2 separate regions of the Mus musculus genome follow, and region 1 is linked to region 2. A link is a contact called in public HiChIP or PLAC-seq data. All regions are on one chromosome and are shown on one strand. Each heading gives the region's core, a stretch centred on a gene start, on an enhancer-like site or on the middle of the called end of the contact. The rest is flanking DNA. Distances are from core to core; before and after follow the strand shown. Region 1 has its middle 28 kb from the start of Gm42398. Region 2 overlaps Zfp710 (zinc finger protein 710).

Evidence for each region. HiChIP or PLAC-seq counts read pairs in DNA pulled down with a chosen protein or histone mark.
Region 1: an H3K27ac HiChIP or PLAC-seq map of microglia shows a contact between it and region 2, with 5 times the contacts expected there. The contact joins two enhancer-like sites. A contact is called at or near these places in 2 of 115 datasets of contacts at active chromatin or transcription factors (microglia and pancreatic cancer cells).

Annotation. Positions count from the first base shown.
Region 1 is chr7:80,580,965-80,586,506 of GRCm38.p6, reverse strand. No RefSeq gene overlaps it. Among named protein-coding and RNA genes, the nearest start is that of Gm42398, 28 kb to the right of the region's middle. Within about 2 kb of position 3,171, at least 113 of the 459 cell types and tissues checked have an H3K27ac peak or open chromatin away from gene starts, as enhancers often do. A contact at or near this core is called in microglia and pancreatic cancer cells, where this site is marked.
Region 2 is chr7:80,058,731-80,064,151 of GRCm38.p6, reverse strand. The region is part of intron 1 of Zfp710 (zinc finger protein 710); the gene reads right to left. It overlaps Gm21057 (predicted gene, 21057), which reads left to right. Exons shown (of 3, transcript NR_045695.1): 3 at 1,272-1,442. Among named protein-coding and RNA genes, the nearest start is that of Gm51449, 5.1 kb to the right of the region's middle. Within about 2 kb of position 3,566, at least 108 of the 459 cell types and tissues checked have an H3K27ac peak or open chromatin away from gene starts, as enhancers often do. A contact at or near this core is called in microglia and pancreatic cancer cells, where this site is marked.

The sequences.
Region 1 (5,542 bases), core at 1,922-4,421, 520 kb before region 2:
CCCTTCCTGAGCCTCCTCGTTATATATCAAAGGCGCACAGTCCTGTTAAAACTGGGTAACAAGGACAGGGCTCCCTGGATGGCTCAGTCTCCTGCCTCACCCTGGCAGTTGCCCCACCCCTTAACCCAGTTGTTCTGTCCCAGTCCAGCGCTGACACCTCTTCCCATGCCTCTCTTCAGAGGCATGCCCCCTCAGCCACACTGAGTGCTTGGATTAGGGGTGACTCCTGAAATCTCCCTCAGACATCCCACTTCTGACCAGCGTCTTCAGAGTCCACCTCAGCCCTGGTCTCTCAGCATGTGTGACCTCATCCAGGCCCTTCTCCCTGACTCCTGGCTTGGTCCCTGGGATTAGCAGCCTCCAGGAAGCCTGCAGACAGCTCTCTTTGCTCTGACTGCCCATACCTGGCCTTTTCTATTCAGAAACTCAGCCAGCCCACCTTGCCCACCAACCCGTCCTCTGCTCTCTCTGGGTCCCTCTGGAAACCTTGTGAAGCACTCTCTCCCCTCCAGCCACCCCCAGATCTTTTCCTCCTCTGTTCTCTGTCTCATCCCCCTCCCCTAAGCTTGTCCAAATCTCTCACTACCTTATTCCCCCTCCCCTATGGTGCATCGGTCTAACCTGGGTTCATCTTTCCTGTGTCATTACTCTGTTCTTCCTCCAAGAACTACCTGAGTTCCCACCCCAAGGCCCTCTACCTCAGCCTTTGCATCTGCCTCAGTCTCCTCCCTAAGACAGAAAGCAAGCCGCTTCTCCTCAAGTTCCCTCAGACTACAGGCTATCTCCTGCCTTCCCCAGAGCGCAGACCCATCACCTCCCACACCCAGCTGTGAACTCCCTTGGCCTGTGCACACTGAACACTTGGAGCCTTTCTCGGGTCCTGCCTTGTTAGTTCCTATCCTGCTGACCCTCCCCCAACCCAGAAGCCCTCCCTTGGACTACACCCTTTCCCTCAGGCCCACACACTCCCCTATAGTCCTTCATCATCTGCTTCCGCCAAGCGTGTACCCCTCACCCTCGGTCTCATCCACGTGCCACCCCACCTACCTTCTACTTACAAATCTGTGCGTGAGGACTGCACAGATGGCTCAGTGGTTATGAGTACCGATTGCTTTTTCAGAGGACCTGGGTTCAACTCCCAGCACCCACCTAGCAGCTCACACCTATCTGTAATTCTGGTTCCTGAGAATCTGGCACCCTCACATGTAGGCAAAACACCAAAGCACAGAAGAAGAATAAACCTTGTTAAAAGTGAAAAAATCTGTGGGTGAGAAACCATCCCTCAGTATTGGCCTTCCATGCCCACAGTTCTCAAGGGTTCAGGTGGGCGCGTGGCTGTTGCCCTTATGCCGAATCCCTGTGCCTGGCATAGAGTCGGAGCTCAGTCACTACCTCCCTGCTGCTAAGCTCTTTCTGTGGTCACAGTTGTCACCCCAGTGCTCCAGCTGCTGAGTAAGCCATTCTCTCCACACTCAATCCAGCCTGAGCCCCAGTGGGACACTCAGAAGCCCCCACTCTGGCTCCCTCCTCACCCCTGCTCACCCAGCAGCCCCGTCTACACTCAACAGAGTGGTGCTTTTTTTCCATATTTTCTGCTCATTCTTTGAGAATTTCATACATCTCTGCAGTGGATACTGGTTAAACAACACACCCCATGCCCCCTTCACCTCCTAGACCTCACCGCCACCTCCCTCCCCCCACACCAATTCATCCTTTTATAGCCCATGGGGTTCAGTGAGCACTGTCCTTAGCCACTGGGACACGGGCATCCTAAAGGATCACGTCCACTCAGAGGGACAGATTTTACTTCATCTTTCTGCACCTCTGAAATGAAACAAACACCTTCCATGTCATGATACTGGGTTGTGGGAAGTGAACTTGCACAATTCAAGAATTTAGAATTGTTCCTGGCACCAAGAATTCCATCAGCCGATGTCAGTTTTTTTAAGACCCTGGCTGGCCTGGAGTTCACAGGGATCCTCCTTTGCCTCTGACTCCAGCGCTGGAACTGAAGCCATGCCACACCTGGCAGTCAACATCATTTTTTACAACTATTTGTTACATGAATCTGTCCCTTTGAGGACAATATGTACTGATGCTTAGAGTACTGGGCTTGTACAACACTTGATTTGAAATGCCAAATATTAGCACTGGAGGGTTACTCTAAATGGGCTTCACTGTGCAGCTCTGGAAAGTAAGATTTGCAGTAAGATCTTGGGGCTGTGTCCCCATGTGAACACTAGATGGAGCTGAGGCTGTACGAGTGGTTCTAAGGACAGGGGAAACAACCAAAGAAAGAGAGCCACTTGATCCCCTGGGTCTCTGAAGATTGGCATCAGGAAGGACTGACGCCCACAGTGACAGAAGGCCATCAGCATCCTTAGTGACCACTACCAACGATCAGACACTGCACACCCACGTTCCTTCCAGCAACCTAAAAGAACTGCAGAGAGGCTCAGGGTCACCTATCTGCCAGTGGGCACGCAAGGCCCTGACCCTAAGGAGACTGACTCCACGACCTCCTGCTTTCTGTCTCTGTCCTTGCCATGGCACAGGATTCCCAAGGCTTCAAGCTACATCCTGAAGCCGGGCAAGCTGCTATACACATGGAAGCCGAATGCTTGGGAGGTGGGACAGATGTCCACGGCCAGCCTCAGCTATATGACAAGACTGAAGCCAGCCTGGGCTACATGATACCCTGTCTTAGAAATACATACATATATATACACGTATACATACATACATATATATGGAGAGAGAGAGAGAGAGAGAGAGGTGCTGGAGAGGGAACTCAGTGGTTAAGATCACTGACTGCTCTTCAGAGAACCCAGACTCAATTCCCAGCACCTGCACGGCAGCTCACAACCATTCAAGACTCCAGTTCCAGGGAGCCTATGCCCTTTTCTGGCCTCTGTAGGCACTGGATGCATTTTTTTTAATGTAAAATTTAAAAAAAAAAAAAAGGTGTTTTAAAGGGCTTTACTGGCCTGGGGAAGAAAGTGAAACCCTGAATTGATCTCTACCACTGTCCAGAAAGAAAGAGCCTTGTTTTTATAAATGTGCACATTCATGATCACAGATGCAAAACAGCGCCGAGCCACACCCCTGAGGCTAGGCTTTCAAGTGGTTGGAACCTGGAACTCCTAGAAATCACTGGGGCTGGCTGGTACCCAGGCAGCTTTGGTAGAGAGGTGTGCACCGTGGATGATAGAGAAAGGATCAGCGGTAGGGGAATGCGCCCCAGTAATAGTGTGCTTTTAAGAAAAAAAAATTCTGTTTAACAGAACAAAAGGAAATCTAGATGTGATGGGGAAAGTTACCAAGCCACAAAGAGTCACATGCTTTTTACGTCGCTAATACGTTTTTTCAAAGAACAATACTAAGTGCTTGACTTGTGCTTTTGACAGACTGGGACTGCGGACAGACAGACGGACAGACGGCATCTCCCGAGGACCCGAGTTTAGGAGAGGAAATGAGCTCGTCACCACTTCCGGGCTCCTTCCCCTCCCACATTTTATGAGTTTGAGTTTTCTCATTGTCAAGGCTTGCACTATTTACATCCTGTCCGGTAACCTTCGCTCCCACCATTGTTTGGCCGCTGTTCCGGGTGTGGACTCCGTGCTCTGGCCTGTCCTTGCAGAATGGGCTTCCCACTCCTCATCCCCCACCCATTCCTCCTAAGCCTTTGTCATCAGGGAATCTTTGCCAGAAGGGCTGAGCTAGTCCCAGCCACAGGTGTCTGGATTCTCTGCTGCCAACCTTGAAGGTTTTACAACAGCCTGATTTATGCCTGATGCCTGGGGGAAATTGATAGGGAAAAACAAACAAACAAACAAACAAGAAAAAAAACTACTGTGCTGCTATGCCTCCCAATATAAGTACGGGAGTCCTGACTCGGAGTTGGTGATGGATGGTTGAAGTGTTAGAATTTGGAACTAAAGAAAATAACCGGGCAGTCCTGACTCTGTGTGTGTGTGTGTGTGTGTGTGTGTGTGTGTGTGTGTGTGTGAGAGAGAGAGAGAGAGAGAGAGAGAGAGAGAGAGAGAGAGAGAGAGAGAGAGAGAGATGGTGCTGGAGGCTACTGAGCTGGGAACTGGGAAGTCAGAATTGATTTAGACAGTCCTTGCCTCTGGTTCACATATACCCGTGGGGAAGCAAGACTTCCCCATTGTGATGCACATGCCTGTAGCCTGAGCGCGTTGGAGGTGGAGGCAGGAGGATAGTGAATCTGAGGCTATCCTGGGCTACCTGAGGCTCTGACTCAAAAACAAAAAGGCCAAGAGAAAGAGAAAAATGCATCTCTGGAACTTTCCATTTTCTATTTCTGGGCTGTGATTGCCCACCCCTAACTACAATGGCAACACCATGGATAAAGACAGACTAACTGCTGACAACATGGGTAAGGACAGACTGCTTTTCCCTTGGGAGGGAGCAGGGAGAAAGTTGAATGGTTTTCTGAGTATCAACACGAGCCCCTGAAGTAGGAAATCTTAGCTGCTTCATGAAGCATCTCACAGGAGGGGCCCAAGAGAAGGAGACCCAGGGGCCAGAATCCATGGACACAGCAGCTGTAGGCTAGGCTTTGCAAACTGTCCACCAGTGTCTTCCTGTGATAGCAAAGGACATGCATTGCCCAAACCAGATCCTTCTGGGAGTGAAAAGAAACATCCCGACATCAGCCAGGACCATAGAAGCAAACAGGGTCCCCATTCAGGAGCAGACATGGGGCCTAAGCATATGGACTCTCTAGTGAGACACTGGGGTTAATGTCTGCCCTCCACCCTTTACTGTGAAAAAGAGGCAAGCTGGTGGTTGCTCTCTGCCTCAGTTTCTTTATCAGATAAAGAGAGGGACGCCCCACCTCCCCTCCCCATCACTACAGGATGAGCATCCTCCATTTCTGCTGTTAGTCTTTGGATTCTGTTGCTATTGTTATTTATTGTTAGCTATTGTTCTATAGTCCATACCAGTCTCCAACTGCTGCATTTTGAGAACAACTTCTGAACTCCCCACTTTTTGTTTTCCACCTCCCCAGTGCTGGAATTACAGGCCTATCCCACCACCTCTGGTTATTCTTTATATTAAAGTGAGTCCTTTATTACAAAGACCTCAAACCATGAGAAAATGATTTCTGAGAAGCAATGGGCCCACGACTTCTGAAGTGAACACCTTAGTGTTTGGGACTACTCAGAAAGGTCTCATGGCTGCCTCTGCAGCTGTGCTGGCTCCAGAGCAGCTGGGAGCCGGCAGCTCTGCTCTACCTTCTCAAGATACCAATGCCTACGTAGCCTCAGGAGCCTCCAGACCAACCTCTAACAATGTTTGCTTGTTACTTGTTCCAACCCTTTAAAATCAGGCTTTTCCTCTGGTGGTTTCTTCAGGGGCTTTGATTCTCTCCAAAAAACAAACAAACAAACAAACCTCTGCAAACATCTACAGGTCTTTTATTGGGCCCAGGACGGAGTTCTGCAAGCTGGAGGCTACCTGGGCCCTCACCTCCCGGAACTGGGCCATGAAATTCCACAATGCTGGCCCATCCACG
Region 2 (5,421 bases), core at 2,317-4,816:
CTCCCACCCCTTGAAAACAGAGGCGCTATTCAAAAAAGGAAAAAGAATTAAAAAAAAAAAGGGGCAGAAGAAAAGAAATGAGGAACTGAATAGAAGAAAAGGGAGGAAAAAAAAGATCCAGAGAAGAGAGAGAGATCCCCGGGGAGGTGGGGAGTGCCCAGAGTGAAAGGCAGAAGCGAAGGAGAGCAGAGACAAAGCATGGGAGAGAGAAAGACAGAACTTTAAAGAGAAACGTTCCGGTGTGAATGCAGCGTGCAGGGGAGACAGGAGCCTTGAAAAAGAGCAGCCCAAAGCGGTGACCCCTCATTCACACACGGTGCCAATCACAGGGACAATGAGAACGCGCTTTCCGTCTTTTCTCCTTCTCTCCTTCCTGGGGGTGGAAAGGCTGGGAGCTACGTGTTAATTTCTGAAAGTGTGAGAACACACTGAAGCTCCCCTGAACTCACAGCAACCCTCAAGAGCTCCCTCGTGCTTGATGGCCCAGCAGCCATACATTCTACTGCAGGGTTGGCTGGCCCTGCCCCCAGCCTGGGCTCTGGCCATGGTCACCCCTTATGGGGTCCTGGCTGAGTGGGAGCCCATGGGTGAGATGTGCCTCTTGGGCTGGGAACCTGTGAGCATCATCCACTGTCCCAGGATACAGGAGGGGGGGGCCTGTCTACTACTCCAGATGTCGAGCATCACACAGAGAGATGGTGCTCTGTCCAGGGTGACTAAGCGGAATGACAAACAGTCAGACGACCAACTGTTGGGTCTGTGTCTCTTGGGACAGAAAGGCCCTATGGGCAGAGAGGTTTGCTCTTCATGTACCAGAGCGCTGCATTTTCCCAAGTCACCCAAGACCCAAAGGCAGAAAGAACAGAGTTGCCACCACGGGTGTGGAGTGTATAAGCCCCAGCAACTTGGAAGGCTGAGGCAGAAGTTTCCCTTGAGCACAGGAGTCTAGGTCAGTCTAGGCAACACAGCCAAAACCCACAGGTCAGTGGCAACCCAGCCACAACCTACTCTTGGTAGAAGGGAGGGAGGCAGGGAGAAGAAAGCATGGCTGGCCTGGGCTTGGATCAGAACCTCCCTCTCTTCCCTGCAGCAGGCCACTGTTCTGTACTGGGCAGTGTCGAGCTCCAGGGCGAGACAATGCTCACACACTGGTAACCAAATGGCTGTCCCAAAATGGCTGTAACCAAAATCCACCTGTCCTCAGAGATGGCAGGTGAATGTCCCTGCCCCCCCCCCCCTTTCTTTGTCTTGCCTTCTCTCTTTCTTCCTAGCTTCCAGGACCCAATGAGTCATAAAACCTGGAACGGCTGGGTCACCTTTCTGCAATGGTTTCCGATCAACCTAATGCTGAGTACTGAGAAGTGATGGGAGTGGAGAGGCTTCAGGAAAAGACTGGCGGGCTTATTGATTGATTGACTGATTGACTGACTGAACAAGTCGCTGCCCTCCTCTCTATTGGATGTGCGGTCTGCGCAGAGCTCAGCACTGCAGGCTGGGATTAGAAAATGAGGAGGACCAATGGGACCTGGCGATGGTGGAGGCCAGTCGGGGTGGGGGAGGGATGGAAACAGGCCAGGAAAGAAACACTTTCCTCACCATGGCCACCAGGAAAGACTTAGTTGGAATAGGCCCAGAAGGGCTCCAAACCTCAAACCCAACAAGGAAACTGTCAAGAGAAAGGACATGAAGCAAATCCAGGCTCGCAGGGTGGAAACTTGACGGAACCACAGCCTACACCTCTCGTACTTCTTTGTGACACACAAATGTGGGCATACATTTGATGAGCATCTCTGTGTGCTGGCTAGCTCCCATACACTCCTAGGGTGGTAGTGAACAAGAGCCTCATGCCATATGGAAGCAAAAGTGAAAAAACGGCCAGTCATACACACTACGGTGAAGCTGTGTGGGGAGGAGAGTATCGGGCAGTGGACAGCGGGCCCTCTGGTATCAGAGGAGCATGTGCAGAGGGCGCTGCATAGAATCATTTTAAGTAGTGTGTTAAACGTAAGGTAACGTAAGGTAAATGCTTATTTGTAGGATGATTGTGGTCCCAGCATGTGGGTGGTAGAGAGATGGGAAGACAGAGGTGCCAAGATCATCCTTGGCTACAAAGTGAGTGCAGGCTAGCCTGGGCTACAAGTGAGGCCCTATCTCAAAAACAAACAAATAAAGCAGGGCTGGGGAGATGTCTGCTATGCAATCATTGGGACCTGAATTAAGAAACCCAGAAGCTGGGATGTCACCTAGACCTGTAGCCCCATGACCCCTGGGGCCTGCTGCCTGCCAGGCTCACTCTTAGCTTAGTGAGGAGACACTCTGTCACAGAAAGATGGTAGAGTGTGATAAGGCAGACGCCCGATGCTCCCTGGCCCATGTGCCTAGGTGTGTGCACACGAGCACACACACAAACACATACCACATATACACACACACCGCACATATACACACAATACATAATTAAGAACAACAAAGTTCCCCTTTGTTTTGAAAAGGCTTTAAGGAATTCTGCTGACAGGCTACAGGAGCACCAGTGTCTAGAAATGAAAACACAGCTACTTCTGAGATGACAGAGAAAAACAGCCCACAATTGGGTCCTGACCTCTTGGTGTCCTGGGAGGAGTTTGAGACGAGGACAGAAAAATGTCATTCGGTGGGACCTTCAGAGACTGTAATCTACACTCTTAAAAAGTCTTGTATTATTTTTTGTGCATGAGTGTTTTGCCTGCATGTGTATCTGTACACTGTGTGCCTGGTGCCCTTGGAGAACAGAGGAGTGTGTCCGATCCTCGGGAACTGACTGGAGCTATAGACAGGTGTGAGCTACCGTGTGGGTGCTGGGAACCAAACCCGGGGGCTTTTACCCCGAGCCATCTCTGCGGCCCTTCAATCCCTTTTTGAAATAAGTAACAAAAACAATCATAGCTTGGTACTCAGTTTGACGGTGAGCAAAATTAACCCAAAAATATGACTTTATGAAGAAGGAAAATGCGGTAGGATGCCATGAAGGAGATTCCTCATATACAAGAGGGTGGGCAGTGGTGGTACGTGTGTGTGTGTGTGGGGGGGAAGCCTACAGTGTGGGCATGTGTTCTCAAAGAGACTGAAGCACTGGGGTGTCACCCTGGGAGGAAGAGGCATGACCAGAGACCACACTGGGACCAGCTCCTCAGGAATGCTGGGAGGACTAGTGACACCATGGAGCTCTCGATGGCACACGTGTATGCCTGAGGTCTGGGTTTCCTCACAAGCCCCCAGCAGAGCCTGCTGGCTCACCTGGCATCATGGCCACCGTGCCTAAGAGGCTCTGGGTCTCACATGCACACTGGTACCTTCTCCCTTGCCAGCAAGTCAGCTAGGGCCTCAATAGTTCCCATCTTTTAAGTCTAATGCATGCTTGGTGCCATTTCCACCTGAATAGCGTCTCCTTTCCACCAGAGGAGTGGAGAAATGCAAAGCACACCAAAAACCTCCGGGACTGTAGAAATGTCAGGCAACACCCCAGTGTGCTCCATGGGACACAGCCCTGACCAAGGAGCCTTTGGACCCAACTCTAACAGGTGTGGCCACCTGGGTCTCAACTTGTGCAAGGTGCAGGGCATGAAAGAGGTGTGGCAGCTGATGGCCAAGGCAAGAGCAGGGTTAAAGTTGCAAGGTCGCCAGACGAGACCATACAGGGCAGGTACTCCACAGTACCTGGTTTCAGTCACCAAAGCTCAAAATTACGGCTAGATTACATCTGATATTCTCAGGCTCAGGGCTGTGCTGGGGTGACTCTGTGCTGGCCCCCAGCTGCCCCTGCAGGGAGTCCTACCTTATGTCACATGGCTGGGCCCTGTCCACTTCTGCCTCGTAGCCTGGATGTAGGCCGGGCTTCAACCTCTTAAACCCCTATCCATGAAATGAAGATAGCACACACCCAGCCATCCAGGTTGGCTATGGACCCAGTGAGATAACCTTTCCGGTCAGCTGGGTCCAGCTATAAATAAGTTAACTGAAGCAGGAGAGAGCATTCCATGACTCACAGGAGGTAAAAAACAAAGGCCATGCCTCCAACTGGCGATCCCTTTTCCCCTTGCAATTTTCCCGGATACACCTTTCAGCAGAGCTGTAAACCAGTAAACAACTTGAAGGTACTCAACCTGACAAATCCAGAGTCCTCTACAACACAGCTGGCTTGCACAGACTCTTCAAAGACAATGTCTCTCTCTCTCTCACACACACACACACACACACAACACACACACACACACACACACACAGAGAGAGAGAGAGAGAGAGAGAGAGAGAGAGAGAGAGAGAGAGAGAGAGAGAACGGGGGACTGGTCTGAGTCAAAAGCTAAAAAACAAAACCAAATGTACAGCACGGATAGGAAAGAGGCACCAGAGACACTTTCAGAGAAGCAGGAAAATTCACAAAGGATGATGTAATGGACGGTATCGCTGAGTAACAATGTTTCTAGGTGTGATCAAGATCCCAGGTGGGAAGCCCTGGCTCTGAGGAACAGCAAATATGTGGGATGGACCTCCATGATAGAGCGTCACCTGTCAGTCAATTTCACAATGAAGCCTTATGAGTAAATCAGGCCTTGTGGGCAGGCTGTGACTTGTTCCTTGGGTCTACTGGGCCTGGCTTTAGTTTCTTCTGCCCATGGCGGAGAGCAATGGTGTGTAAAGCAGGCTGCAGTGTTCCTAGTCTGCAGGGCAGATATTAAAAATGCTACATGGACCAAACAGTGGGATGACTAGGCAAGTGAGCGCTCAGACCTGTCAGGGAAGCCCAGCTGCTGCAGACAGAGAGGAAGTTGCAGAGTGGGCAACGGCTTGGTAGCTCTGCTGCTCAGCTCAGAACGGAGACTGGCCACCCAGGCTTGCTGGGATGACCCTGAACCCTCAGCTGCTTCCTCTCTGGGGGGGGGGGGGGGGGCAGCACCTGGTCTCCCACTGCTCATCTCTCAGCGCGTAGACAGCCTGTTTCCATTCCTGTAGCCTGTTTTGGACCCACTGTTCTGTGGGGTCCACGGCACTTTAAGGGCAGGAACCACAAGTGTCGGGTCAGAGTTTGTCCCCACCTTCCCGGTGCAGCTAGATGGTGGCAAGCTTTCCCCAGAGGCGGTACTTGGTGGTAATCAGGCCTCAGCCTCCCCCTTCAGAACAAGGGTTCTTTCAGCTGATTCTCTAGGGAACCTTACTCAGCTCAGAGCTCTCCCAGTGCTCAAGGGCAAAGCAGTCTTCCCATTGGCCTTGTCCAGTGCACCAGAGCCATGGGAGAGTCCCGAGGCAGCGGGGCCACCTTCCCAAAGCCTCAGTGGGGGATTTCCAGGGAACGCAGCCACCTAGACTGGGCCTACCCCAGACCCCAGTAAGATTGAAAGGTCCTTCAAATAACTGAAAGTAAACTTGAGAGCCCTGCCCTCTGTCCCA